Regions from separate parts of the Mus musculus genome. Here regions 2, 3 and 4 are each linked to region 1. A link is a contact called in public HiChIP or PLAC-seq data. All regions are on one chromosome and are shown on one strand. The core of a region is the stretch at or near the end of the contact, and the rest is flanking DNA. Distances in the headings are between cores, read along the strand shown.

Region 1 (3,459 bases), core at 707-3,206:
GAGACAAAATTTGGAAGTGTGATGAAAGGATGGACCATCTAGTGATTGCCATATCCAGAGATCCATCCCATGATCAGCTTCCAAACGCTGACACCATTGCATACACTAGCAAGATTTTGCTGAAAGGACCCAGATATAGCTGTCTCTTGTGAGACTATGCCAGGGCCTAGCAAACACAGAAGTGGATGCTCACAGTCAGCTATTGAATGGATCACAGGGCCCCCAATGGAGGAGCTAGAGAAAGCACCCAAGGAACTAAAGGGAACTGCAACCCTACAGGTGGAACAACAATATGAACTAACCAGTACCCCGGAGCTCTTGTCTCTAGCTGCATATGTATCAAAAGATGGCCTAATAGGCCATCACTTGAAAGAGAGGCCCATTGGACTTGCAAACTTTATATGCCCCAGTACAGGGGAATGCCAGGGCCAAAAAGGGGGAGTGGGTGGGTAGGGGAGTGGGGGGGGTGGGTGGGTATGGGGGACTTTTGGTATAGCATTGGAAATGTAAATGAGCTAAATACCTAATAAAAAAATGGGGAAAAAAGAATAAAAGCAGAAACTAATGAAAAATGTGGTTATAAAGTGAATAAAACTGTGATTGAAATATCTTTCTCTTGAAAAGGATCATTAAAACAGATGAATATTGAGCTATTTAAAGGTAAAACATGCCAAAAATCATGTTATGAAGGAGCAAAGAGAAAACAACTGTATCTATAGCTCCTGAAGAGCTTAAGTTTGGAGGAGTGTGTCCTGCTTTTAAAGAGGTAGAACCATGCTGTAGATGAAGCCCATGATGTTCTGTGAAAAGAGAAGTAACCCTGACTCCAGAAGATGTGTTCAACTGGAAAAGATCAATAATCAAAGATCGTAAAACAATTGGGAGAGACCCACCATCCCCTCCTCTGTGGGAAAGTTCAAGGTCATTTTCTTGAAAAGTTCTAGCATATGTTTTTGGAGTAGTAGTAGTTGTTGCTGTTGTTGTTGTTGATGATGATGATGATGATGTTGTTGTTGTTGTTGTTGTTATATAAACCTTCTTTGGAGCATAGAAAACTACAAAAACAGAAACAAAAAACAAAAAAAAATATCTATTTCAGATAACCTATATTCAATACAGCTGCATTAATGAGGCAATTTATCATCAATGAAGCATCACCTATTGTTGATTTGTTAAAGATTATTTATCTTCAATATAAGTAAAAGCCTGATAACTGGCCCTGTTGACTGTGGCTTTTACTGCTGTTTCTCTGTGCTGAAACTATCCATACAAAATAGAAATAAAGTCTGAAAAGTCAAAAAAAACACAATGTTCTGATAGTTGGAAACCGTGTGTATATGTGGGGTGGGGGAGGGGGTAATGCTCATAAATGTGTGACAGAGAGATAGGGGAAGAGGAGAAAGACAGATCTTCTAAAAACAACAGTCTGGTCCCATTATGGGGGTGGAGACCTGGCCAAATTGAGATCTCTGCTTTTGTTTGCAGGACAGTTCTGTGACCCATGACTGGGCCTCTGTAGACTTGCCGCTTATACAACACTGCCATCTGCTGATACAGCATTAGCACCCTGACTTGCTCTGGTGATAAACTGGAGGCACTGTGAGATCATTTCCTTGTCACTGTTTCCTGTGCCACACCCATTCATATGTACTAGAAATAGTCTGAGAAGAAAAAGACGTTCAGATAGGAAGGGAGCATGTAATGTACCTATATATCTACATAGATACTTACTCAAGGGGAGGGAGGGTTTGGTGTGTGTGTGTGTGTATCTCCCGTGCACACACACACACACGAAAAAGTTGGAGAGGAAAGATTTTTTTTTTAAACAACAGTCTGATCCCATTATAGAGGTGGAGACCTGACAAGATTCAGATCACTGGCTTTGTTTGCAGGCCAGCTCAGTGACCCATGATCGGGCCTCCGTAGGCTCACTGCTTATACAGCACTGCCATCTGCTGACACAGCTTCTCTGTTGACACAGCTTCTGCCCCCTGCCATGCTCAGATAATGAGCTGTTCATTGGCTCTGTGAGATCGATTCCTTTTCATTGCTTTCATTTTTGATATCTAAACAATGTTTCTACAATTCAGAGACACAAACAAATTGTATAAATAACTTCAATTTTACAAGTTAACATTTTCCACCTTTTACTGGTATCAAACGGCTTGCCGTGGTTCTGACCTGCCAAGATAGGGAGTAAAGCTCTCTTTGGTCTCTAGTCCCAGGCCTTGGAGTTCCAAAAGCCTGGGTTTGGAGGGAGTCCCAGAAGTTTACAGCTCCAAGCCCTGAGAGCTAGAGGCCTACTGTTCCAGGTTTTGAAATCCAACAGGATGACTAGGGAGAGGTGGCTCAGTGGTTAAGATGTGCCCTGCTTTTTCAGAGGATGTAAGTTCAGTTCCTAGCACCCATATCAGGCAGCTCACATGCAGTTACATATAACAGCCTGTAATTTCATCTCCAAGGATCTGAACATCTCTTCTGGCCTCCTCAAGCACTGTGTTCACATGCATGCACAGTGTGTGTGTGTGTGTGTGTGTGTGTGTGTGTGTGTGTGTGTGTGTGTACTATATATACACACATATATAGTAGAGTGAGTTGAGCTGGTAGCCTGGGGTGTCTGACACCTTGGCCCTTTGACAGTTCCTTAGAAATCTCCCAGTACCAGGGCCAGAAGTTTCTTGTCTTCAGCAGCTGTCTCTATTGCCTCTGCTCCTCCTCATCTCTACCACAGCCTTTTGATGTCACTGCCGATGTCACCAAGGACACTTCCTTCACCACTGACATTGCCTTCATTGTCCCTGCTTCCTTCCTTTCCTCATGTTACCAGCTCAACTCACTCTACTAATGATAAAACGCAAAAATAGGCAAGACCGGGCCTTTTATTGCAACTTAATGCTTCAGCTTCAACACCAGAGAGCAACATCTAGCTGGTATCTCCAGGTTAACTTGCAGAGTGAACCAAGCAGAGCACTTATATAGCCAGAGTGGGAGTGTGTCCAGTGTGTGTGCACGTGGCAGTACATCACACCAATGAAGAACAGTATTCTCACCAAGCATGAAGGGCTGCACCTGTCCCAATCACAGCAGTCCCTCAGACACTCAGAATGAAGTCACACACCTTCAGACTGCCTTCTTGACTGATATTCCTTCATTCAAGGCCATACATAGCTCCATAGGATGAAGCAGTCTTAATTTACCATTCAAATCATCCAAGCTATCAGGAAAATTGACATTAAGAAACACATCTACAATAAAGTTGTCATTCACAGTGATTTAACAATAGGTTAAGAATGCATAGCTCCTGCCTCAGTGATCCCATGAGTAATGGGCCTCCTAATATGACTGTTTTACTTATCCCACCATCCAACCACCCTTGGCAACCACCACACACATCTCTTTGACATGTGTGTATGAGATATTTTAATCATATTCAAGGCTGATTACCTTCTCTTATCTCCC
Region 2 (3,459 bases), core at 377-2,876, 740 kb before region 1:
GAAGACAAAAATGTCTTCAAGGTATTTGGAGATGACACTTGGGGATGGGGATAAAGATGTTCAAGGACAGGAGGAATGAAGAGTGTTTCACCAGAATTTGTTTAGAGGCCTGGGAATGGGGCAGAGAGTGAGGAAGAGCCAAAACAGATAGTAGCTGCAGAAAAGGTATAAGACTGGGAGATTTTTATTTTGAAGAGGAGGAAGAGTGAAGATCGGGCAGTTAGCATGTCTGCCTCACTGGCCTAATTGCTTCAGTGGAAGGTTTTGCTGGAAGATTCCCATGAAACAACTGCTGGTAGTGGGGGCTGGTATATCAGGATGAATAGGATAGGGTAGTTATAATATTTTTGTGAACCTCTGGAAATGGAGGCAGAGAAGGAGGAAAGGTCTCAGCAACAGAGATGGGGATGAGACTGAGAGACTGGATTTTAAAGAGAGGAGAAAAAGATGAAGATCTGTGTGCAGTTAAGATATCTGCTTCCCTGTCCTCCCATATGTACACAGTCACAGCATTCTTGGGCATGTACTAAAAGAACTCTATTGATATCACTGAGATATGTGCACATCTATGCTTATTGCTAGCCTATTCATGAGAGTTAAGATGTATAACTAGCATAGATGTCCAAGAGTGAATACAGAAAATAGAGTATATACTCACCACAGGAATTTATTCAACTGTAACAAAAAGTAAAATCATAGAATTTCCAGGAAAATGGATAGATGTGGAAACTATAGTAAAAAATGAGGTTATCCAAAATCAAACGAAAATAAAGTTTGCGTTCATATACAGAAGCTATCCTATAAAGTATATGTGCAGGCATTTTCACACACACACACACACACACACACACACACACACACACATAACATAAATCTCATACATACATCTTTTTATAAAAGGTATATATTTTTAAAATGTTAATTATAAAATCCTGGACCATTTATTTTCAGGATTTTTTTCAGGTTTAATTATAATATTTTATTAGTTCTTCGATAACTTCATTTACTTTATTTCACCCCTATTCAACCCTCTCTACTAACACCATTCAAATACACACATCTCTAACTGACCCTCAATGTGCAAAATAAAACCATTCATTTTTTTTCAATTACTAACTAGCCGTATCTGTCATCTTATGTACAGTATTTGATTCAGATTCTCGTACTAGGAGACATTTGTTCTTCAGTTGAAACTTTACACTATTCCTAGACCTAGATGAATTTGATGTAGTATTTTTTCTTATTGGAGCTTGTCCCTGTGGATTGCAACATTCTGACTTTTACCACTCACTATTCAGAAATGTGTCCATTTTCCTTATAGACTACTTGATCAAATGACGTTGCATAAAGAGCCTTTCAAGTGGTTTCACAAGCTCTTTTCATATCCAGGTCAGGCTCGCTTTGTTTCTGAGTTGTTTTACACAGAGAGGGTGACTGTCAATGAAACCAAGAGAGCTATTGCCAAGTCTGTAATTCTAGTGCTGAGGTAAAGAGATTTCTGCTGGAGGAGAGCTTCTCAGGTTTCATTGCCCCAAATATGTTTATGAACTGAAGGCTTCTAATACGGCCTCAATCTGAGAAAAATTCTCAGTCAGTTGGGGATACCACAAGGAACATCTGGAGCAACTCAACCTCACAGTTCTGCTTTATTTGGTGGTTTATGCTCTGATGTATATCCATCAGATACAGCTGTGGGAGGTAAGCTGTTTCCTTGTTGTCAGTAGCAAACTGAAGCATCTTCAGGCTGTAGGCTGCTGATGACAAAGTTGAAGTCTATCTCTGATCCACTGCCACTGAAACAAGAAGGGACCCAGAGATGCTCAGGAAGACATACTCGATGTGGACACTTGAAGCCTCTTTTTGTTTGTTTGTTATTGTTTTTTGTTTTGTTTTGTTTTGTTTTGTTTTCTGGTACCCATATCAGCTTGTTCTAATGCCCAGCCTATCTCTTCAGTTGTTAGTCACACTTTTCCAGATACTTATAGCAGGTGTGCTGGAGACTGAGTCATCACAATGTCACCCATTGAGGCTAAAACAATTCATGAAATATTAGTAGAAAAAAGGGAAAATACATTATCTGTTTAAATTTTCAGGTCTAAACAACAATAATTCCCCATGACTCAGTATTTCCTTATATAGAATGAAAAGTGGGTATTCTTTTACCACCATCTGCTTTTTTTTGCTTTGTCCAATCACCTGATCTGAAATCTAGATGAGTACTCCAGTGATAGTAGATAAAGGTAGCACCTTCCTATTTTATTTCACCTTGGGTATGCTGAGCATGCCACAGCACAGGGAAGCACATTTTAAGAGGCAGAGACACAGACACGAGACAAAAGAAATACTTGTGCAAATGATTCTGACTTCATATTATTTTAAGTACTGAGACTGTCAGAGCAGACCACTCTGCCCTTATCTGTCTATATTATGGCTCCTTCTCCTGGCCACTGGATGCAGTGTTTGTAGTTGACAGAGATCTGTGTTTGCTTTATAGGATTAAGCAGTGATGTATAATGTGATGTATAATATATAATTCAGTTCATTTTATACTTAGACTCATCTGGAAAATACACCTCATCAGATCCTTTGTCTTAGTTTATGCTTGTGTTGTTTCCCCTGGCATTTCTCAAACTATAGGCTAAATTGATGAATATTTTTATCATCTGAATATTTTATAGAGCCTCACACTATATAACACTATATAGTGCTAATTAGAATTAATAAAAAAAAGAGATGCAAACATTTGAGATCTTAGTAAGACATTTTTCTTCCAGACAGGTCAAATGTCAACTTTAAAAAGTCCATGGGCCTAAACATTGACATATAAATGTCTGAATATCAAAGTGTTAGTTACCCCATTACAAATAAAAAAGAAGTCTTACCAAAGTTTGGAGCTGAGACAAAAGGATGGACTATCTAGAGACTGCCATATCCAGGGATCCATCCCATAATCAGCCTCCAAACTAGCAAGATTATGCTGATAGGACCCTGATATAGCTGTCTCTAGTGAGACTACGCCGGGGCCTAGCAAACACATAAGTGGATGCTCACAGTCAGCTATTGGATGGATCACAGGGCCCCAAATGGAGGAGCTAGAGAAAATACCCAAGGAGCTAAAGGGATCTGCAACCCTATAGGTGGAACAACAATATGAACTAACCAGTACCCCGGAGCTCTTGAATCTAGCTGCATATGTATCAAAAGATGGCCTAGTCGGCCATCACTGGAAAGAGAGGCCCATTGGACTTGCAAACTTTATATGCCCCAGTACAGGGGAACACCAGGGCCAAAAAGTGGGAGTGGGTGTGGAGGGGGGTGTGGAGGGGAGGGTATGGGGGACTTTTGGGATAGCATTGGAAATGTAAATGAGGAAAATACCTAATTAAAAAAAAATTTAAAAAAAAGAAGTTTTACATCTTATATTTCCTTCAACACAGTGTATATTCAAAGTGTTAGGTA
Region 3 (3,459 bases), core at 578-3,077, 670 kb before region 1:
CAGATTAAAGGTATTTTGGTTTTAAGTCACTGCATTTGTATTAACTTGTCATGCAGCCATAGGGAATAATATCAATTTCAATACAATATCAATTGTTGTATTGAACAATACAATTTCAATATCCTGAGTCAGGACTGTAAAGTTGGAAAACTTAGAGATGTGTATCTGAAAAAAGTTGCTGAGTATCATTCTCTTGAGCTTTCCCACTCCATCTGGGGAGGATACAGAAGTATCTTCATAAAGAGGCTCATAAAGAAATGGACAGTGTCTGCGAAACAAGCCTCACATGATCACGGCTGTGTACTCTTGGGCCTCTAGAGTTAATGTGCCTGCAATGATAGAACCAATAGAAAAATAAAAGGAGCTGGGCGTGGTGTCATGTAATCCTGCACTATGAAAGAAGGGGCGGGTGTGTTTTAAGTTCAGAATCATGGGGCACTAGATAGTGATATCCAGAGAGATTATATCATTTATTTACAAGAGAAGACAGTAAAACCTGAATGTAAACAAGAGAAAAAGAACAGCTAATAGGCCAAAGGCCACGGACGAGCATCTATAATGGACACAGAGATACAGATCAAGTAAGTCAGCTGCAGGAGGCTGGCCTGTGTGGTCCACTGAAGAACTTTTGAAATTTCAAGAAAATAAAAATGGAAATGTGACATTATGGTAAAAATTTTAATTTGTATCTACAGGACAAAAACAACGTTCAACATTCAAGGCTCTGATTACATTTGAGTGATTAAGTAAAGTTTCCTGTAAGTTTAAAATTATTATCTACTCCCTATATTGAACACATACACAAATGCTTGAGACTGAGATATTTAGGAAGGAAATAAATTGAAAGTGTATAAAGCATATATAGTGGGGCAATCATATCAGTTTCAGAAATCTGTTTCACAGCTTCACTCTTGCAAACAAGATTTCTAAAATCACAGGGTTGATATGTGTGGGAAAAGACACTGCTCAGAAATTTAGTTTAAGTGAGTAACTACCACAGGAGGTTTTTGGTTAGCTCTAGAACACTAAGGGAGGAAAATCCCATCTCTGATAACAGTATAGGTTGCATCATCATCAGCCTCCACAGGATGGACAGTGAGAGTGAGATCTGTCACAGGCCCACTGCCATTGAACCCGGTAGGGACCCCAGATGGGAGGTTGGATGCTAAATAGATGGAGAGTTTGGTTTCTGTTGATACCAGTGTATATATATAACTGTCACTAGTTGAACTGACACTTGGACTGGCCATGAAAGAGATGGTGGTCCTCTGCCCTATCGACACAAAGAAGCCAGAGACTGGGTCAATGCAATGTCACCAGTTGATCCTGCAATGATAAGCACACATTGCTGTCACCGATATACAAAAAGCATTCTAGTATAGAGTCACTCTATGTGGTGTATAAAACAGTAGTCATGAGCTACATTCTGAGAAGCTGTAACATAAATAAGAATCTTAAAACCAATTGACTGTTATAATTTCAATGATCAGGACACTGAGGCATGGAAAACAGCAAGGAACACAATGGATGCTCCCAACACTACACACTCTCACCTGGAACCCAGACCAGCAGTACCCACAACAGGAGAGCAGACCCTCTCTGAGAGCTGTACTAGTGGCTGGCTCTTGGATATTGGCAAGCTGCCTTTAAAGATGGACTAAGCAATCTAAAGTGTAGTTGATGTCTTAATATGCAAATAAACTCAGCAAAGCTTGACTTGGTGATCAAAGAACACCTGCACTTGAGTCATCCTGTGGCCGTTAGGATTAGCAAAGATTTCCCTAGAGTGTTTCAAGTGTATGCCAAGTGATGTTGTGGCTGGCCCCAGGGAACCATCATGTCCTGTTATTCTGAGCTTCTGTGGGGAACGTGAGCTGTCATTGCTCTACTGTAAAGGATGTGAGCTCCAGAAGCACCATTATCTCTCAGAGTTAAGGTTTTTAAAAATGTCTTTATTTTCACTTTAGGGATATGTGTGTTTGGCCTACATGTATGTCTGTGCACTACATTTGTACCTATTGCTGTTGGATTTCAGAAAGGGGAATTGGTTACCTTAGAAGTGGAGTTACATCTTGGGAAGATTATATGCCCCAGTACAGGAGAATGCCAGTTCCAGGAAGCAGGAGTGAGTGGGTTGGGGAGCGGGTGGGGGTGGGGGGAGGGTATAGGGGACTTTCGGGATAATGTTTGAAATGTGAATGAAGAAAATATCTAATAAAAAATAAATTAAAAAACAAAAGAAGTGGAGTTACAGATGGTCATGAACTGGCATATAAATCCAGGGAACTGAATTCATATCTTCTGCAAGAACAGAAAGGGGTCTTAAACACTGAGCTGTCTCTCTGGTTCCCAACTGCTTTTTTAAATCTCAGAATATCATACTTGTCATTGCAACATTTGTCGCTAAAAGAAAACAAACTTGTTTATTTATTAGCATAGAGGAAAAAAAAGAATGTATCATGATTACATCAAAGAGGGCAGTTGGTTCAAGTAAAAGGCTTTAATATAAATTTAATTAGGAGCAGAAGTTGACTTTGCCTTTCTTGGTGTCAAAGATAGAAGCCAAGTATTCTGCCACTTTTCAGTAGAAGCTGTCAGGAGGGATGTAGATCCCTCCAACTATGCCCTATATTCTTTGTTATAGTCAGAAAAGACCCAACTACTCCTGGTCCCTTCAGGGATTTTATCACGAGCTTGCATGAATTTTCTGCACAAGCAGAGACCATGATATGGTTGCTACATCTTAATGGTTGTCTCATATTATTGTTCCTCCTATGGGGCTGCAAACTTCTTCAGCTCCTTCAGTCTTTTCTGTAGCTCCACCATTGGGGACCCTGTGCTCAGTCCAATGGTTGGCTATGAGTGTCCACCTCTGTATTTGTCAGGTACTGGCAGACCCTCTCAGGAGACAGCTATATCAGGCTCCTGTCAGCAAGCACTTGTTGCCATCTACAATAGTGTCTGGGTTTCATGACTGTATATAGGATGGATGCCCAATTGGGGCAATCTCTGGATGGTATTTCCTACAATCTCTGGTCCACGTTATATCTTCACATTTCCTCCTGATTGTATTTCCCAGAATCACTGCCAAGAATATCTGCTTTAAATAAGTCCATAATCACGTTCTTAATCAGGATATGAACACAATTGGTTAGTGTATTGGTTACACAAGACCACACAATGTTTCCCTCTGAAAACATTAAGCTCTTTAATTCATATGAGATGTAAGGACTGAAAGGTAACATCTTTTGACACAAAATTAAATCTACCATTAGGATGGAGGGAGGTTTCTCAGTCTCTAGAGTTGGAAATCAGATATGGAGACTTCACAAGGAGATGTGGCCCCAGAAACAAGAGCAAAAAATATCACACTTTCTCTCCTTTGTGGATTCTAAATACACCAATCCTATGTGTGTAATTTTTATGTTTCTAGGTGAGAATGTGTATGCATGTGTATAT
Region 4 (3,459 bases), core at 466-2,965, 610 kb before region 1:
GTTCTGCTCCATGAGCATTCTGGAGACAGTCAAGCTGTAATGTAGAGCAGTCATGTCTTGAGAATGCTGTACTGAGGTTCTCTCAGTCCCTTGAATTATGATACTATTTTAGGATACCAGAGTATATCTTTCTTCCTGTCAAATTTCTGGAAGCAGAAACATCTGACTTTCACTTACATTGTATACAATGTTCACCCCTTGTCAATATCACCAGTTCAGGTGCCATAAAGAAGGGAAATACTTATGAAAGAGCCAAGAAGTGTGGGGAGCGGGTGTGGCGGCAGTCCCAAAGGTGCCAGGGACTGCAGCTAAGTCATATGACTTGCACCTGACTTCCTCATATAAGACACAAACATCTTGAGTGCTGCGCAGGTGTACCAGGATACAGGTGAATCCAATTTGGTGGAGATTTGCCCCTGCTGCCCTGATTAGCTGAAGCTGCGTGCCTGGTGAGGTGGCGTGGCCTGCGGTGCGTGGATGAGAGAGAGTATAAAAGGAGTGAGAGGCCCAGGGTTCGGGGGAGATATAAAAACAAGGGAGATATATAAACAAGGGAGATATAAACAAGGGAGTTATAAACAAGAAGAATCAGGACTGAATAAACGTGTGCAGAAGGATCCTGTAGCAGCGTCGTTCTTCCTGGCCTGTTGAGCGCGCGCAACAAAGAAGCCCAGCTAATATGTAGTCTGTCTCAAAATACTCTAGGGAATTCTTTGCTAATACTAACTACTATAAGGGTAACTCAAGAGCAGGTGTCCCTATGAACAATAACCCAGCTTCCTGAGCTGATTTGCATATTAAGAAATTAGCCACAGTGCAAATTCCATAGGACATCTTTTAAAGCAGATGGCCACTGCCTGAGAAGCATCCTCAAGTCCAGCTCTCAGAGATGGGGTCAGCTCTTCTGCTGTGGGTACTGCTGCTCTGGGTTCCAGGTGAGGGGTGATGGTGTTGGAAACATCCTCTGTGGTCACTGCTGTTTTTCATACATTGGTCTCCTAATCATTGAAATTTTGGCATTTAATTGGTTTTAAGTTTCCCTTTCATTTATGAGTTCTCATACTGCAGCTCATGCCTGCTGTTGAAAGAGTAGTAAACTCAGTGCTCCAAGGTATGCTAATCATAAAACAGATAGCCACATTCCTCCACCCACCCACTTCCTGTGTTCAAAGAGTGTTAATTCAAAGAAAGTCACCCTGACCATTACCGGAACCTGCAATGCAAATGTGCTATTGTTAGGGGCTCTTAGAAACTGTCTTGAGAGTTAACAATTACCAGGTATTCCTTGTGACTCTTGTAACTTTACTTTTGCTTTTTGTTTGCTCTCTCTCTCTCTCTCCCTCCCTCCCTCTCTCTCTTCCTCTCTCTCTCTCTCTCTCTTTCTCTCTCTCTCTCTCTCTCTCTCTCTCTCTCTCTCTCTCTCTCTCTCTCTCTCTCTCTGTGTGTGTGTGTGTGTGTGTGTGTGTGTGTGTTGCTCTCTCTCCGGTCAAGTCTGCTTGACAGGCTGAAAAAGTCTGTAAAGCACTCAACTAGGAAAAGAGTTTCAAGGAAACTCACCTCCTGGAGCTTTGGTGTTCTCATTTACCCACATACTCATACCATATTCCCGAGTTAGTCTGGTGTATGGAAAAATTCTGTTATAGTTAAGTCTCCCCAGTGTTCCATGGTCCCAGAAGCCGAACTTAGAATCCTGTAAGAATGCAGTAAGGAAGTTTACCTATTCAGTTACTAATTAAGCATTACAAAAGACGGAGTCAATAGCTCAGAGCTGGTCTATTAAGGACAGTAGCAAATCGCACCCAAACAAGGGAATACTATGAAAAAGCCAGGGAATCCCACTGAATTAGAAATCTTCAGTACAGGCTGCATTGCATATTAGAAGCAAGTTGGTAAATTCTTCTGACAAATGGAGATTCTCCAGATACTTAAAAGTTATACTCATATAAGAATTTAGCAAGGCCTAAGCTGACCCTAGGTAAGACTGCTTTATCTTTACTGTAAACATTTACCTGGTTCCTGTAAATCCTTTTGAAGTCATTCCTTTGTTTTGTGTCAGGCAACTTCAATGTACCTTGCCTGCTGTGACTTCTGATCCCTTGTATTTTCTGTACTGTATAAGACTGTTGTTCACTTTGTGACAATACATTCAGATCCTACACAATCTCGCGTATTGATCTGTCTGTCACTCACCGACTCCTTGTCCATCTGCCCCAGAGACCCGTTCCATGCAGACAAAGGGACCCAGAGGGTCTGCAGCATGTGTGTGTGTGTGTGTGTGTGTGTGTGTGCATGTGTGTGTGTGTATATGTGTGTTCTTTGTCACACAAATGCACTATTCTTGCCCCATCTTATGTGATGGGTATGAAAAACTCCATTTTGTGCTAGACACCAATTCTACCTTTGTAGAACATAAGCCCCTAGCCCTTGCCCCCTTCTCAGAATTGTAAGACTGTTATGAAATGATTACCTGCTTGCACTATGTTCTGTAAACTCCACTTATTGCTAAATACCCAGAGACTGAGGTAGTTTCTCACGCAGCTCCAAATTCCACAGGAATAAAGTAGCTGTGACTCACCTTTGAAATTCTTCTCTTTATGGGGGCCTTAGTTACAAATTTGACCACAGGGACTAAGAACTGTATTTGAATGTAGGGACCCTGGTATAGCTGTCTCATATGAGGCTATGCCAGTGCCTGGCAAACACAGAAGTGGATGCTCACAGTCAGCTATTGGATGGAACACAGGGCCCCTAATGGAGAAGCTAGAGAAAGTACCCAAGGAGCTAAAAGGGTCTGCAGCCCTATAGGAGGAACAACAACATGAACTAACCAGTACATATGCAACTAGAGACACAAGCTCTTTTACGACATTTGTATACAATTACTATATATTAGTAAAGAAACTTAAGAAACAGCAAAATTTCTCAGAGTGCATAAACTCTTACAACATAGCACTGACATTGGACCTGAGTTTGATCTCAATTATCTATATGGCACAAGAGGAAAATCAAGTCCAGGTTGTCCTCTAAACTCCACAAACGTGCCATGATAATTGTGTACCTATACACGTGAACACGCAAAAAATGTAATTAAATGCAAAAATGTAATTAACCAAAATGTAATAAAAAGTGAAAGAATTTATGGAAAAGGAAAAAAGAAAAAGAAGTGTATACCCATAATGAAGTAGGAAAGTACTCTAGAGGTTAGGCAAAGCAAGAAACATTATTCCTAAAACCTCCAAAGTATAGAGTTGTTTGCCAACAAATTCACATGAGCCCATAGAGTTTTATGTTGAATTACAGAACTCCACAACGATAAAAACAATAAATCTCTCATATTAAAAGAAAAGAGGTTGTGTTACAGAAGGAACAGAAAGATAATACTGAGCTACTTCTTAAAATTTTTTATACCAAAAGACATTGAACATATTCTTTTTGCTGGGGTCTGCTAATGTTTTCATG

The links. HiChIP or PLAC-seq counts read pairs in DNA pulled down with a chosen protein or histone mark.
Region 2: a CTCF HiChIP or PLAC-seq map of large pre-B cells shows a contact between it and region 1, with 11 times the contacts expected there. The contact joins two enhancer-like sites. A contact is called at or near these places in 2 of 15 datasets of contacts at CTCF or cohesin (large pre-B cells and pro-B cells) and 1 of 115 datasets of contacts at active chromatin or transcription factors (large pre-B cells).
Region 3: an H3K27ac HiChIP or PLAC-seq map of large pre-B cells shows a contact between it and region 1, with 5 times the contacts expected there. The contact joins two enhancer-like sites. A contact is called at or near these places in 1 of 15 datasets of contacts at CTCF or cohesin (large pre-B cells), 1 of 115 datasets of contacts at active chromatin or transcription factors (large pre-B cells) and 1 of 9 other capture datasets (embryonic stem cells).
Region 4: an H3K27ac HiChIP or PLAC-seq map of embryonic stem cells shows a contact between it and region 1, with 10 times the contacts expected there. The contact joins two enhancer-like sites. A contact is called at or near these places in 2 of 15 datasets of contacts at CTCF or cohesin (large pre-B cells and pro-B cells) and 2 of 115 datasets of contacts at active chromatin or transcription factors (embryonic stem cells and large pre-B cells).

The regions. Positions count from the first base shown.
Region 1 is chr6:70,707,930-70,711,388 of GRCm38.p6, forward strand. It overlaps Igk. Among named protein-coding and RNA genes, the nearest start is that of Gm46961, 9.2 kb to the right of the region's middle. Within about 2 kb of position 1,957, at least 57 of the 459 cell types and tissues checked have an H3K27ac peak or open chromatin away from gene starts, as enhancers often do. A contact at or near this core is called in pro-B cells, where this site is marked.
Region 2 is chr6:69,968,830-69,972,288 of GRCm38.p6, forward strand. It overlaps Igk. Among named protein-coding and RNA genes, the nearest start is that of Gm46962, 250 kb to the right of the region's middle. Within about 2 kb of position 1,627, at least 5 of the 459 cell types and tissues checked have an H3K27ac peak or open chromatin away from gene starts, as enhancers often do.
Region 3 is chr6:70,039,309-70,042,767 of GRCm38.p6, forward strand. It overlaps Igk. Among named protein-coding and RNA genes, the nearest start is that of Gm46962, 180 kb to the right of the region's middle. Within about 2 kb of position 1,828, at least 14 of the 459 cell types and tissues checked have an H3K27ac peak or open chromatin away from gene starts, as enhancers often do.
Region 4 is chr6:70,102,281-70,105,739 of GRCm38.p6, forward strand. It overlaps Igk. Among named protein-coding and RNA genes, the nearest start is that of Gm46962, 120 kb to the right of the region's middle. Within about 2 kb of position 1,716, at least 23 of the 459 cell types and tissues checked have an H3K27ac peak or open chromatin away from gene starts, as enhancers often do. A contact at or near this core is called in pro-B cells, where this site is marked.